Regions from separate parts of the Ovis aries genome. Here region 2 is linked to region 1. Evidence: chromatin contacts called from public Hi-C data. All regions are on one chromosome and are shown on one strand. Each heading gives the region's core, a stretch centred on a gene start, on an enhancer-like site or on the middle of the called end of the contact. The rest is flanking DNA. Distances are from core to core; before and after follow the strand shown. Region 1 holds the start of METTL6 (methyltransferase 6, tRNA N3-cytidine). Region 2 overlaps ANKRD28 (ankyrin repeat domain 28).

Region 1 (6,452 bases), core at 1,188-3,687:
TAAACAACAGCAACAACGATGTAATAAAACCTACAGGGATATGCGGCAGCGTAATTGTGACTTCATCTCCTTTGCCGACCTGAAGCTCTCCTTCACAGGAAGTGTCTATAGACGCCGGCTTAAAGTCATCTAAAGGGAAAGGAAAAAAAGCATTTATCCACCAGGTTACTTGTATTAAGTGCTTGCACGGCATTCACATGTAAGAATGGAAATTTTTTATAACTCAGATAAAAGAAAATACAAACCACTTAGAATTTCTTAAAATGTTATCTCACTGTGGAAAATTTCTCATATACAACAGCAAAGAGAATACTATAATGAGTCCTGAATACCATCACCCAGCTTCATTACCAGTTCTGGGGCAATATAGTTTCATCTATACCTCCATATACTTTCCCTCTTATCCCCACTGGATAATTCTGAAGGAAAAAGGCTAGAATTTATGCAACTTTTCATTAAGCAGATACTCCCTTCCCCTAAGTGACAGATGAAAATTCATGCCTTATTACCTACAATGAGGTGTTTTATTAGGGTTATTATAAGGATGAAAAGCAACAGAGTATGTTTTTAAAACCCTGCGATTGTAAAACACACTATGAAACATGAGAGGTCACAGCATTTTGATAAGAACTGTCAAAGTTAGGATCTGCCACACTCAAGTTCCATAGCTTTAACAAGAATATTCCTACAGATATCTGGAGCAGAAGGTTGCACTGTACTTCCAAAGGTTAATCCTGCCCATGTTTCTGAATTGCAGTTAAGGCACAGCGTGAACAGCCATCTTACTGTCTTTTAACACAAACCTGCCTCAGACTGCAGGCCAGGTACATCTGTCAAGTGTCTTATTTAAACTGCACGTTGCCCTTCATTCTGCCACAACATCAACTTAGTAAATTGTTCAGGAAATGATGCTGCTCTTCTCACATTCCCAAAACCCAGCCCCTCAGAGGGCTGATCTGCCGTCAGCAGGAAGCAGAGTAATGGCCTGGCAAGTGACCACAGGAAGACAGAAGTTCACCACCTACTACGCCTGTTTCAAGGTGTTGAGTCACATCTAAGAACTCCTCGGACAAAAACAAGTCTTAACCAGTACTGGGGCTACTGGGACGCGAAACCAGGAGTCTGTGAATCATAGTGGGATGCTCTGGCGGCCAATTCTTCACCCAGGATACACAGTGGAAAGGCCCTCCCCTCAACAGAGTCTGTAATCATGGAGAAAAAAAGAGGTCCAGCATAATGACTATCTGCACACTCCTTATGCCTGCTGGCTTTTGCTTCCAAACATAGATCAAGCTCTAACTTATTCCTGGCTCTCCAATCCTAATTTTACTTTCCACCCACAAGGGACTGGGTCTGGAGAAAAAGTGAGGGGTAGTCTGGTGACCTCAAAAAGACATCAAAGCGCGAGACAAGCTGGCACAGATATATGGAGGAAAAGAAGGCGGACGGGGCGCAGAGCTGCGGGCTCTGGGGCTGCAGCCGGGCGTCGCGGAGGCCAGAACCCAAGGGGGCAAGGAAAGAAAAGCAAAGGCGGCCGGAAGGGAATGGAACAGGAGGGAGTGGAGGCCAACGCCGAGGAAAACGAGAAGAGCTCCTGAAGCGTGGAGATGCCCAGTGGGGATCGGGGTGTGGATCGAGGGGGAGGGGGTGGCTGGAATACAAAGAAGCTGGAAACTGATGTGGGGTCGCAGCCCTTCGGTAATAAGAGGGGAAGGTGGAGGATGCCAATCCCGAGGAAACGAGAAGAGCTCCTGAAGCGCGGGGATCTGGGTGTGTGGGGGGCGGTGGGGGTGAGGAGAGGCTGGAATACAAAGAAGCTGGAAACTGATGGGGTCGCAGCCCTTCGGTAGTAACATGGGGACGTGGAGGTTCGGGGCGCAAGAGGGTCCAATGACCTTCGGGAGAAGCATTTGGTAGCGCAAAGCGGAGAAATCCTGGGAGCTGAGGGAAGGGTCTGGTCTGAGAAGAGGGAGCTGGGAAAAAAAAACAAAGGAAAAACCCGAGGTCCCCCGAGGGAGGGAACGCCGGCAAGGCCCCCTGGCCTTCTCCGGGGCAGAGGGCGACCGGGGGGCGGACTCACAGCGGATGGTGTGGAAGGAGGCCCGCGGCCGCTTCTCGAAGCTCTCCCCGAGCCGCAGGCAGTGCTCCTCGCGGTCCAGCAGCGGGTTGGCCGTCCCGTTCATGGCCCCGCACGGGCCTCGCGCCCGCCCGGGCGCCCTCCTGGCGCGGCCCCGGCCCGAGCCGCCGGCGCCGGCGTCCGGAGGAGCCGCGCTTCCGGGACAGCGCTCGGGGGCGCGCGGGGAGCCGAGCCGGCGCCCACCCGCGCAGGCCGGAAACGAGCTCGGGCCTGCGCGTCTGGGCGGGGGACGACTCCGAGCAGACCCGACGGCGGAACTTCCGGCGCCGAGGAGGGACGTCCGGGCCCGCAGCGGAAGTAGAGGGGGCGGTGCCATGGCCGAAGGTCTTTGCCGCCGGGAGAATCCGGATTCGAGGTCTCTCTGCGGGGCGGGGGTGGGTGTTGGCCAGGCGAAGGGTTTTGGTTTTGTTTTGTTTTGTTTTTTTTTTTTTCCCCGCGGTGGCTCCCAAGTTCTGCTTCTGAGGCTGCGCCTGGCTGGGGGCTCAGCGCGCCCGGCCCCACCCTTCAGGGGAACCTAGGAACTGCTGACTGGGGCGCCCGGCGCGCGGTGGACTAGGCTCACGCGGGTCGCCGCCGCCCCTCGCGGCTGGGCGGCCCGGCTCATCCGCAGGGTCCTGGCGGCCCCACTCTCCGCGTCCCTGAGCCTCTTTTTCGTCCCTTTCGCGCGCCCAGGGCGGCGCGAGGGCCTCAGTTCCCGAAAGGGACGCGCCCTGGGGTTCATGAGACAGACTCAGGCCACCCGGGCGTAGTAGCTCCGTTTTCCCCGAAAAACGCCGTCTCTCGCGTCCTTGGCGACGGTGACCGACCGCCTGGGGCTTGGACAGCCGTCGTGGTTGTTTTTAAAGACACCCCCGTTTCACGGACACCGAACCCTGAGGAACCGTAAGGTTTCTCAGTCAGTTCTTGAGAGTGACTTTTTTTCCTGACTGAAAGCGGCTTACTGACTGTTCGGGTTGGAATTAAGCCTTTCTGTGCGTGAGAGCCCTGGCCGCTGGATGTCAGCCCCCTGCAGGCGGGGGTCTGTGTCTTGCTCTTTGTGACCTCTTCTGTAGTGGGGTAGGGCTTTGTGTAGGGTCAGCATCTAGTAAATGTTTGCGGAATTGAAATGTTAAGTGAAAGAACTAATCAAGAACCGCTAACTGAGCATCTTAAAAAAAAAAACCTGTTCTAGAACCTCCCACCGGAATGTCTTTTTCTTTCCTGCGAAGTATCCGATGGCTGCTTCAGGCTTGAACCCAGCCTGAGGGACCACATCTGAGAGGACCCTGCCTGTGTCTGTGGTATCCACTTGAAGTCCTCAGGTTGCTGAGGAATGGGCCATCTCCAGCAGTGTTAAATGTTCAGCATATGACCATCCACGTAGGAGATGGCTGCTTTGCAAAGGAGAGGGCTGCAGACAAGGATTCTCAGCTCTGAAGAAGAGGAGAAACTGAAGAGAGACCAAGCTTTAGTGTCTGATTTTAAACAGCAGAAACTGGAAAAAGAGGCTCAGAAGAACTGGGACCTTTTTTACAAAAGAAACAGCACTAATTTCTTCAAAGATAGACACTGGACCACCAGAGAGTTTGAGGAGCTCAGATCATGTAGAGAGGTAAACTAATACTGCACCTTGTTCGAGCGATTCTTCATTTAAAATGTGTAGAAGAGGGGTGTTTTATTGGATTCCCAGGGCGAGTGTGAGGTAGAAAATTTACGAAACCTGTCAAAGGCTTCATGAATTTTTGTAGCTTAGATATACACTGTCTCAAATAGTTTTAGCAGTTGCTGAGTTGTAAAATACAGAGGAGAGAGGACTTGAGTGGGCATTTTCTGTTTCTTTAAAGCGAATCTGAAAATTGTAAATATTGAGTTCACACTGAATGATTTCAGTGACAGGTTCATAATGATAATGGAGATGAATGCTTCACCACAGCCCTTCACATGAACTTAACAGTAGTGTTCTGTAATTTAAACCTTAAAGTAACATGTTGAAGTTTAGCGTTAGGGTTATTCCCACTTGCTGATGAAACTGAGGGACAAAGCTGTGTGAGTGACTTGTTCAGTGACGGAATGCAGGGTGAGGGGAAAAGTTCAGATTTGCGTGCAGGCACTTTAACCTCAGAGCCTGTTGTGTTAGCCATTACGCTGTTGTTTTCTCCACACCAGATTACCCAGTGTTGGACAACAGATGAGGCATCAGTTGCTTTGGGTTATCCCTTCACTGGTTAATTGTCTACTCCATGGGGGCAGAGACCTTGTTTCATGTTCTGGACCTTTTAGTTTGTTTCTTCATTAGGTGGGATGTTGTGTACTGTAACTTTGGGTTCTCTTTCCTCAGTTTGAAGATCAGAAATTGACTATTCTTGAAGCTGGCTGTGGGGTTGGGAACTGTTTATTCCCACTTTTAGAAGAAGATCCAGGTATCTTTGCCTATGCCTGTGATTTTTCTCCAAGAGCTGTTGAATATGTCAAGGTTGGTGCACCATCCGTGTGTTGTTATGTCTCTATTTTCCTAGACTTGTTGGACCTGACTTCTACACCCATTTTCCCAGTTCCGGTCCTCTTCCTGAAGGACCGGCTGTGATCACTGTAAATGTAGTTTTCCTGTGTATGTGCATGTATAATACATAGAGAAACAGAGCATTATTTAGAAAAGTAGAAAGAAATACCAGATAACGTCCATAAACTTGTGTCCAGATTTAATGATTGGCAGCATTTTGCTGCTTTTGCTTCATAAACTTTTATAGTGCCATTTATGGTTGTATTTAGTTAAGGGCTGCAGCTTACACTTTATTATGTACCTTAAATCTTCTTAGCCTAAAACATTCCTGCCCTTCCCTTTGACTTTTTCCCCGGTGACATCGAGTTTTGGGAGAGCAAGCAATTTTATGTAACGAGGTCGCACGTTCCAGTATGGCTGATTATTTCTGTCTGTCATTGTTTAACTTGTTGCTTTATGCCTTGTGTTTTCTGTAAACCAGAAGTTAAATCAGGTAAAATATTTTGAGCAGAAATACTTTAGCGGGTGATGATGTAGCTTCCATACTGCACCCTGTCAGGAGGCAGTGATCTAATCTCACTGTAGGTGATGCTAGTTGGGCACAGGGTCTAAGGAGACTCCCTAATTGCTCTGTTGCACAGGTGTCTCCTTTTGTCATTGACAGATGTGTGAGGGTTGCTTTGGCAACATGCAGATATCTGTTTCCCATCAACCTTTCACAGTTTTAGCACCTAGACTTTATTAATAGTGATAGCACATTGTGCTATAACCTACCTTCTTCGCTCTGCATTGTATCTTGCCGAGTATTTTCATCCCAGTATATGTAGGTCTGCCGCATTACATTTACCTCTTGTAGTATTTCACAGAAAGGATGTGCCATATAGTAACAATTGCCTTGTTGATGATTGTTCAAATTGCTTCTAATTTTTTGCTCCCACAAGTCGGATTGATGTAATCAGAATTATACGCATGCCCCAAACACGTGTACAAGTCTCTGTGGTGACTAATAGAAGAAATGGAATTCCTTGGAGGAAGCATACACATTAAAATTTAAATAGATAATGCCAGCTGTCCATCCAGAAAATTATATCAATTTATAATTTCACCAATAATATAAAGATATTATTTTCCTCTATGCCATCAACATTTAACATCAGTCCTTTTTTTGGCAGCACTGTATAGCGAGTGGGATCTTAGTTCCTCAATCAGGGATCAAACCCACGCCCCCATGCATTGAAAGCACAGAATCTTACCTCCTGGGCCACCTGGGAAGTCCCACCGTCAGTCTTTTCTGTATCTCCCAATCTTATAGGCCATGAGGTGGCCAAAGTACTGGAGTTTCAGCTTTAGCATCATTCCCTCCAAAGAAATCCCAGGGCTGATCTCCTTCAGAATGGACTGGTTGGATCTCCTTGCAGTCCAAGGGACTCTCAAAAGTCTTCTCCAACACCACAGTTCAAAAGCATCAATTCTTCGGCACTCAGCTTTCTTCACAGTCCAACTCTCACATCCATACATGACCACAGGAAAAACCATAACCTTGACTAGACGGACCTTTGTTGGCAAAGTAATGTCTCTGCCTTTGAATTTGCTATCTAGGTTGGTCAAAACTTTTCTTCCAAGGAGCAAGTGTCTTTTAATTTCATGGCTTCAATCACCATCTGCAGTGATTTTGGAGCCCAAAAAGATAAAGTCTGACACTGTTTGCACTGTTTCCCCATCTATTTCCCATGAAGCGATGGGACCCAGATGCCATGATCTTCGTTTTCTGAATGTTGAGCTTTAAGCCAACATTTTCACTCTCCTCTTTACTTTCATCAAGAGGCTTTTAGTTCC
Region 2 (6,452 bases), core at 2,091-4,590, 410 kb before region 1:
TGCCCCAGTGTCATTGCAGCGCTGTTTACAGTAGCTGAGACCCAGGCAACCAAGAGGCCCATCAACAGATGCATGGATAAAGAAGCTGTGGTACATATGTACAGTGGAATACTACTCAGCCACGAAAAAGAACACATTTGAGTCTGTTCTGATTAGGTGGATGAGCCGATAGCCTATACAGAGTGAAGGAAGGGGAGGCTGGGTTGTATGGAGAGAGGAACATCGAAACAAACATTACCATATGTAAAATAGATAGACAGTGGAATTTGCTCTGTGACTCAGGGAACTCAAACAGGGCTGTGTAACAACCTAGAGTGGTAGGATAGGGCAGGAGGTGGGAGGGAGGTTCAAGAGGCGGGGGCACGGTACACCTATGGCTGATTCATGTTGATGTTGGCGGAAACCAACACAATACTGTAAAGCCATTATTCTTCAATTAAAAATAAATTTAATTATAGAAGAGAAATTCAGTTTGTAAATATCATTCAGGTTCACTGTATGATATAGTCTAAATTTTAAATTGCTTTTATTTAACACTTAGGTTGTTGTTAATAGTTTGTTATCAATGATCCTTCAGTAAATTCCTGATATGTACATTTTTATAGGCTTCACATTACTTCCTTATGTCTGTGCTGTGTCCCATGCTAAGTCGCTTCAGCTGTGTTCAACTCTGCGCTGCCCCTTGGACTGTACCCACCCCAGGCTCCTCTGTCTATGGGATTCTCCAGACAAGAATACTGGAGTGGGTTGCATGCCCTCCTCCAGGAGCTCTTCCCAATGTCTACATTCTTGCAAATAGAAATGCTAGTTTAAAGACTTTGAAAGATTTAGTAATGCTATTTGACAGCAGTTGGCAAAATTTATTTCCCCAGAGATGTCTTAATTTACTCCTCTTTCCATTCCTGTGGCTCCCGGCTTAGACTGTTGCAGTGGCCTGCTGTTGTTTTCTTGTCTTTAGTATCACTTCATTTTAAAATCCTCCTTCATGCTACATCCACAGTGAGGGTTCTAACATGCAAATCTGATTATGTCATTTTTTGGACTTAAAATTTTTTAGTAGTCTCCCCCACCTGTCTGCAGTTAAAATGTATATATGTCAGTGTGGCATATAAGGCCCCTTTCTGGTTTGGCTCCTGCCTAATTTTCCAGCTTTATTTTATGCAACCTTATTGTATATTTTGTGGCTAGTTAGGTAGAAAGGGCACATTCTAGGCAGAGGGAACATGGTATATGGTGGCCCAGCCACATGAAATGATGTGATATATTGAAATTGTAACAAGTTACAGTAGTGGTGGGTATCTTCAGTGTTGTGTTTTGTAAAATTTATTTCACTAAAAAAAAGCAGGCAAATAACATTGTAATTTAGAGAAATGACTAGTGGTATAGAAAATTGTTAATCAGGACTGTTGGTTACAAATGGCAGAAATCCTAACTGAAAGTGGCTTAAATGCAAAAGAAAACTGATTAGCCAGACAGTAGGCATGGTCAGACAGAGCTGGTTCCAGGACTTGGCAACAGTGTGGAGTTCCCTCATCCCTTACCCTTTCAAAGCTCTGTCCTCTTCTCTCCTGTAAGGCAGTTTAGCTTACATTTCATTACAATCCCGAAAGAAAAAGGGTGTTTTCCCTCATACCTTTGGCAGGAAACTAAAATCTTGAGGAAATTCCTGTCTGGCTTTGATTTTATGTTTATCCTTGAATTAAACTAAGGAATAGGTGGTACTCTCACCAGCCCTGGGTCTTTTGTTTATCTTTGGACCAGATGCACTCCCTAAAGCAAGAGATTCTCGTGAAAGAACCTGTCTGCTGTGAGGATGGATAGAACTGGAGAATGGAGAGCCAAGCGCTGAGAGACCAGTTCGGAGGTGGGTTTTGAGAGGACTGAAGTGGGTCTGAGCTAGGTCCCTGTGGGGGAAGAGTTCAGGAAGATTTTGTGTAGAATGCTTGGAACTTGGCAACTGAGAGTGAGAGGTCAAGCAGGGGAAGTCTTCTAGGCCATCCTTTCTGTGCTCTGGCCCACTGTGTGTATGGCCGTGTCAGTGCTGCCAGCCCACCTGGGGAGTTCAGAACAGAGCCCTTTGAGGGAGTGGGCCAGAGGTGGTAAGTTGAATTTTGCCGTGCTGAGTATGAAATATACAGAATATGCAGGTAAAAAGGCCCATCAAGCATTTGGAAGTTGTACTTGGAGATTAGGACTAGAAATAAAGTCTTGGAAGTATCACATAACTGATGACTCATAGAAATAGATGAGATTGTCCAAGAAGAGATTGAAGACCAAGAGGAAGCAAAGTGGGCTGAAAGGAAAGCCAGTATTTAAGTTTAGAGGGTGGAAGGAAAGCCAAATAAAAGGCACTTAAAAGGCTTAAAAAATAGGTGAAAACCTCACGAAAGTAGCCAGCAGAGAATCCGATAAGCACTACTGATGCCCAGTGCCGCATAGTGAGTGGAGAAAAACGAAGATTCAATAGGCGATCGTCATTGGTGACCTTGGAGCAGTATCGCTTGACCAGCGATTGAGAATGGAGTCTGCCGCAGCAGGGACAAACGAGAGAGATGTGGTAGCTGGTTAGGGAGCCAGAGTTTTCTGGAGGCTAAGAGAAAGGAGCAGAGACTGCAGGGAGGAGTAAAGCAAAGTGATATAAGAAAGGATTGGAATTGGTAAAGGAAAATCTGTTAAGGAGATGGAAATATTTTTTTTAAAAAAAGGACTCTTTCACCTTTTGTGCCTACAGGTTCTTCCTGTCAGATTGCAAAGCCATTGAGATTCGGTATCTGGCGTGTAAGAGGTGTTTAGTGAATGACTACTAAGTAAATGAAACATAAGAGGGGAAAAAATGGAAAATAGGTATTTTAGGGGTAAACCAGAAGGACGTTGAACGAATCTAACTTTGTTGTCTTCTTCTCTGAGTAGAATGCCAAGAGAGAAAGCTTCCCCAGCTTCCTTACCCTGTAGAGCAGATGTGAAGAGCTGGTGTGAGTGGAAGGGAGGAATTCTTGTCATTTCTGGCATCTCAGTTCTAAAAGGGACTTTAGTCAGATGACACTCAGTTCTCACCAACAGAGAAATCCCATTTGCTTCCTTAGCTGCTGATTTAACTTTTCTTAGGTGTGTGGTGTGTGGGAAGAGCCAGGCCTTGGAGACAGATGGGCCTGGATAAGAATCCAGTGTTCTCCACTTCCTAGCTGTATGATTTCCAGTTTTAACTTGTCTAGCTCAGAATTCATCTGTGAAATAGAGTGTATTTTGCAGGCATGTTGTTAAAAATTAAGTACAGATTCAGTGCCTAGAACCATCATAAGGAGGCATTCGGGTGACCTGGGATACTAATCCCTGCCCCATGCGAGCAGCCAGCCTCTTCCATTTTCAAATAAAATGCTAGATTAAAAGCAAAAAGTACAGTCTTCTATTTCCTGCTTGTGATTATTCATCGATGCTGGTTCTCCTTTCAAGGCCTGTGCAGGCCGGCGTCTCTTGGCAGTGGCAGCACTTCACGCAGTTTAGAGCTGCCCCACTGTCTGTGCCTCCTTTTCAGATGGAGCCCTCAGCTTCACTGACCCTGAGGACATGGGTCCACCATCTTCCTGGCTGCCCTTTTTGGATGTTTCTGGTCTTATTACTTTCGGTGCAGTTTGACCTGTGTCTAGTAGTTAGACTTACTTTTCCTAGAGGCGAAAAGTAAGGTTAACGGGAAACATTTTTGATATAAAACTTTCATTTTAATTGGTCAGAAGTAAAGTATAATTTTACAGCTCTGTATTCTAAAGTATACTATTCTTTTTTCTCAATAGCATTCATAAAATGATCACCTTTAATCTTTCTCAAGATAAATTATTTATAACTAATATTTTCCCCCTTTAAAAATCTACAGAACTCTCAAAGTATCTCATAAAGGGAAGAAAACTAAACTACTGAAATAAAACGCCCAAATTTAATTTTCTATATTGTAAATAGCATGCTATTAGTTGCCTACTCACTGACTGTTGCCCACTTCCTTCCCTACAGGCCCCCAGTGTTGTGTGTTTGCCCACCTGTACCCTACACGACTTGGAGAATCCCCTAATTGTGCGAGCTAATCATGGCAGTTCTGTTCTGCCTGCTAGTGAGCCAGGTCTAGTCCCATATCAGGGAATATCTTTGTACCTAAAAAAGGAGACAGAGAAGAAAACTCCCCCTCCTGCTGGGCAACAGTGTATTATTATTTTGTGGCTGTGAAGGGAGTTATTCCAAGGTCCATGCTGAGTCTGGCAGAAAAGCTGGGAGGAGCCGAGGTGTCCTATGTGATAACACTGAGGAACCAAGTGACTCATCCTGGAGCCCCCTTCTTTCACTTCGCTTTGTTTGTGGTGATAAGACTCTATAGTTTATTTTGGTGTAAGACGCTGTTTTAGTTTAGAATAGCCCTAATATTAAACAACAAGCATATTTAATAGTCTCTTGTGCAGAAAACTAGATACTTTGTGGAATGCCCATTAAGATGTAATGGGCTGCGTAATTTTAAGATAACATTACAACTGTATGGGGGTCACAATTTCATAAATATTCTTGCATTAATGAGTGTTCTAATTGTGAACAAGATAGACAAAAAGCTTCTATAAATATAATAACTGACAGTACATTTCACTACTAGTTATTCAAGAATGAGCTAGCTAGTCATTAATTCTGACAGGAACCCCTTCTTCTCACTTAAGTTAAAAATTGACTACATCTAAAGGAATTGACACTTACTCTAAATTAATACTAAGTTATAGGCATGACTTTTTACAGGTTTATCAAGAGCACGAACATCTATTTATGAAGAAAAAAAAAAAAAACCTCCACTGAAACACATTAGAAACGCCCTTTCCTTCTTTCAACAATTGAAGCTGCTTTGTACAATTTTAGATAGCACTCTTTACTAAAGGAAACGAAGGAATATGAAAAATGTCGAAAACTATCTGAGTCATCACTTGGATTTTCAAATAGTTACTCTTAGTGTTTTTGTCTCCACCCTTCTATGGTTTAGAAAGATGTGAATCATCTTTAGCATTTCCCAATGATAGCTACTTTGAAATGGAAGTGGCGTATGCAGCCCCAATTTGTGTGTGAAATGACTAGTGTATACTTCAGCTACTGATTCTCCTGCACTAGTGGGAAATCCCTGAATGGCTCACGTAATTATTGCTTATAAAGGCAAACATTGAGTAACCATAGCAACTTCGTTTTAAACTGGAATTTTTCTTCCTTCAGACTGTAAAGTACAGTAACTTAACGCTGCATTTACCCCAGTGTCACCACATCATAGAAACCAAAATGAATTGCAGATAACTTTTCTTCAGTCTTTTCTTGAGAAAGGCAGAAATTCAGACTATTTAATGTAAAAATTTTATACCCTACTTCTTTGAAATATTGGGCCTCAGTTGTCTTTAGGCCCAGTATTTCTGCTCCATCTTCTTGACAGAGGATGAGATGATATCACTGACTCAATGGACATGAGTTTGAGCAAACTCTGGGAGATGGTGAAAGACAGTGAAACCAGGCTTGCTATAGTCCGTGGGGTCACAAAGAATCGGACATGACTGAGCAACTGAAAACAACAAAGTTGTCTTTGAAACAGTTGCTGAAAGATTATTAATTATGCAAATAATGTTAATTATATTTTAGAGGATGTGTTTATCATGAATCTGGTAAACATAAGCGGTATGCCAGACATGCTGCTAGTTAACATAAATTCCAGCCAAATCTTGTACAAATAAGAGATCAAATAGGATATTTTTCCAAATAATACAATGTAAAAAACTTTAATTCAGTCTGGCCTTCAATCCAGTCTGAATGATAAGACTTTTGCTTAATTTTAAACTACTGGTTGAGGTAATCAAAATTATGAAAGAAATAATCCAACATTATTATTTTTTAAAACTGCTACTTAAATACAGTAATATTTCTACTATCTCCCTTCAGTTCAGTTCAGTTGCTCAGTTATGTCCGACTCTTTGTAACCCCATGGACACCAGGCCTCCCTGTCCATCACCAACTCCCGGAGCTTACTCAAACTCATGTCCATTGAGTCGGGGATGCCATCCAACCATCTCATCCTCTGTCGTCCCCTTCTCCTGCCTTCAGTCTTTCCCAGCATCAGGGTCTTTTCCACTAAGTCAGTTCTTCCCATCAGGTGGGCAAAGTATTGGAGTTTCAAGCTTCAGCATCAGTCCTTCTAATGAATATTCAGGACTCATAACCTTTAGGATTGACTGGTTTGATCTCCTTGCAGTCCATGGGGCTCTCAAGAGTCTTCTCCAACACCACAGCTCAAAAGCATCAATTCTTCGGTACTCAGCGTTCTTATGGCCCAACTCTCACATGCATACGTGACCGCAGGAAAAACCATAGCTTTGACTAGATGGACCTTTGTTGGCAAAGTAATGTCTCTGCTTTTGAATATGCTGTCTAGGTTGGTCATAACTTTCCTTCCAGCG

What was found. Hi-C and Micro-C count contacts between places; a contact is called where the count stands out from the background.
Region 2: a Hi-C map of hypothalamus shows a contact between it and region 1, with 4 times the contacts expected there. The contact joins the enhancer-like site here to the promoter of METTL6 in region 1. A contact is called at or near these places in 3 of 16 Hi-C or Micro-C datasets (hypothalamus, muscle and tail adipose tissue).

What each region holds. Positions count from the first base shown.
Region 1 is chr1:273,469,015-273,475,466 of ARS-UI_Ramb_v3.0, reverse strand. It overlaps METTL6 (methyltransferase 6, tRNA N3-cytidine), which reads left to right and starts at 2,437. Exons shown (of 4, transcript XM_012105347.4): 1 at 2,437-3,728. The coding sequence starts at 3,504. EAF1 (ELL associated factor 1) reads right to left here and starts at 2,663. Exons shown (of 6, transcript XM_027961866.3): 1 at 2,081-2,663; 2 at 35-129. The coding sequence starts at 2,453.
Region 2 is chr1:273,877,124-273,883,575 of ARS-UI_Ramb_v3.0, reverse strand. The region is part of intron 1 of ANKRD28 (ankyrin repeat domain 28); the gene reads left to right. Among named protein-coding and RNA genes, the nearest start is that of ANKRD28, 69 kb to the left of the region's middle. Within about 2 kb of position 3,340, at least 5 of the 54 cell types and tissues checked have an H3K27ac peak or open chromatin away from gene starts, as enhancers often do. A contact at or near this core is called in hypothalamus, where this site is marked.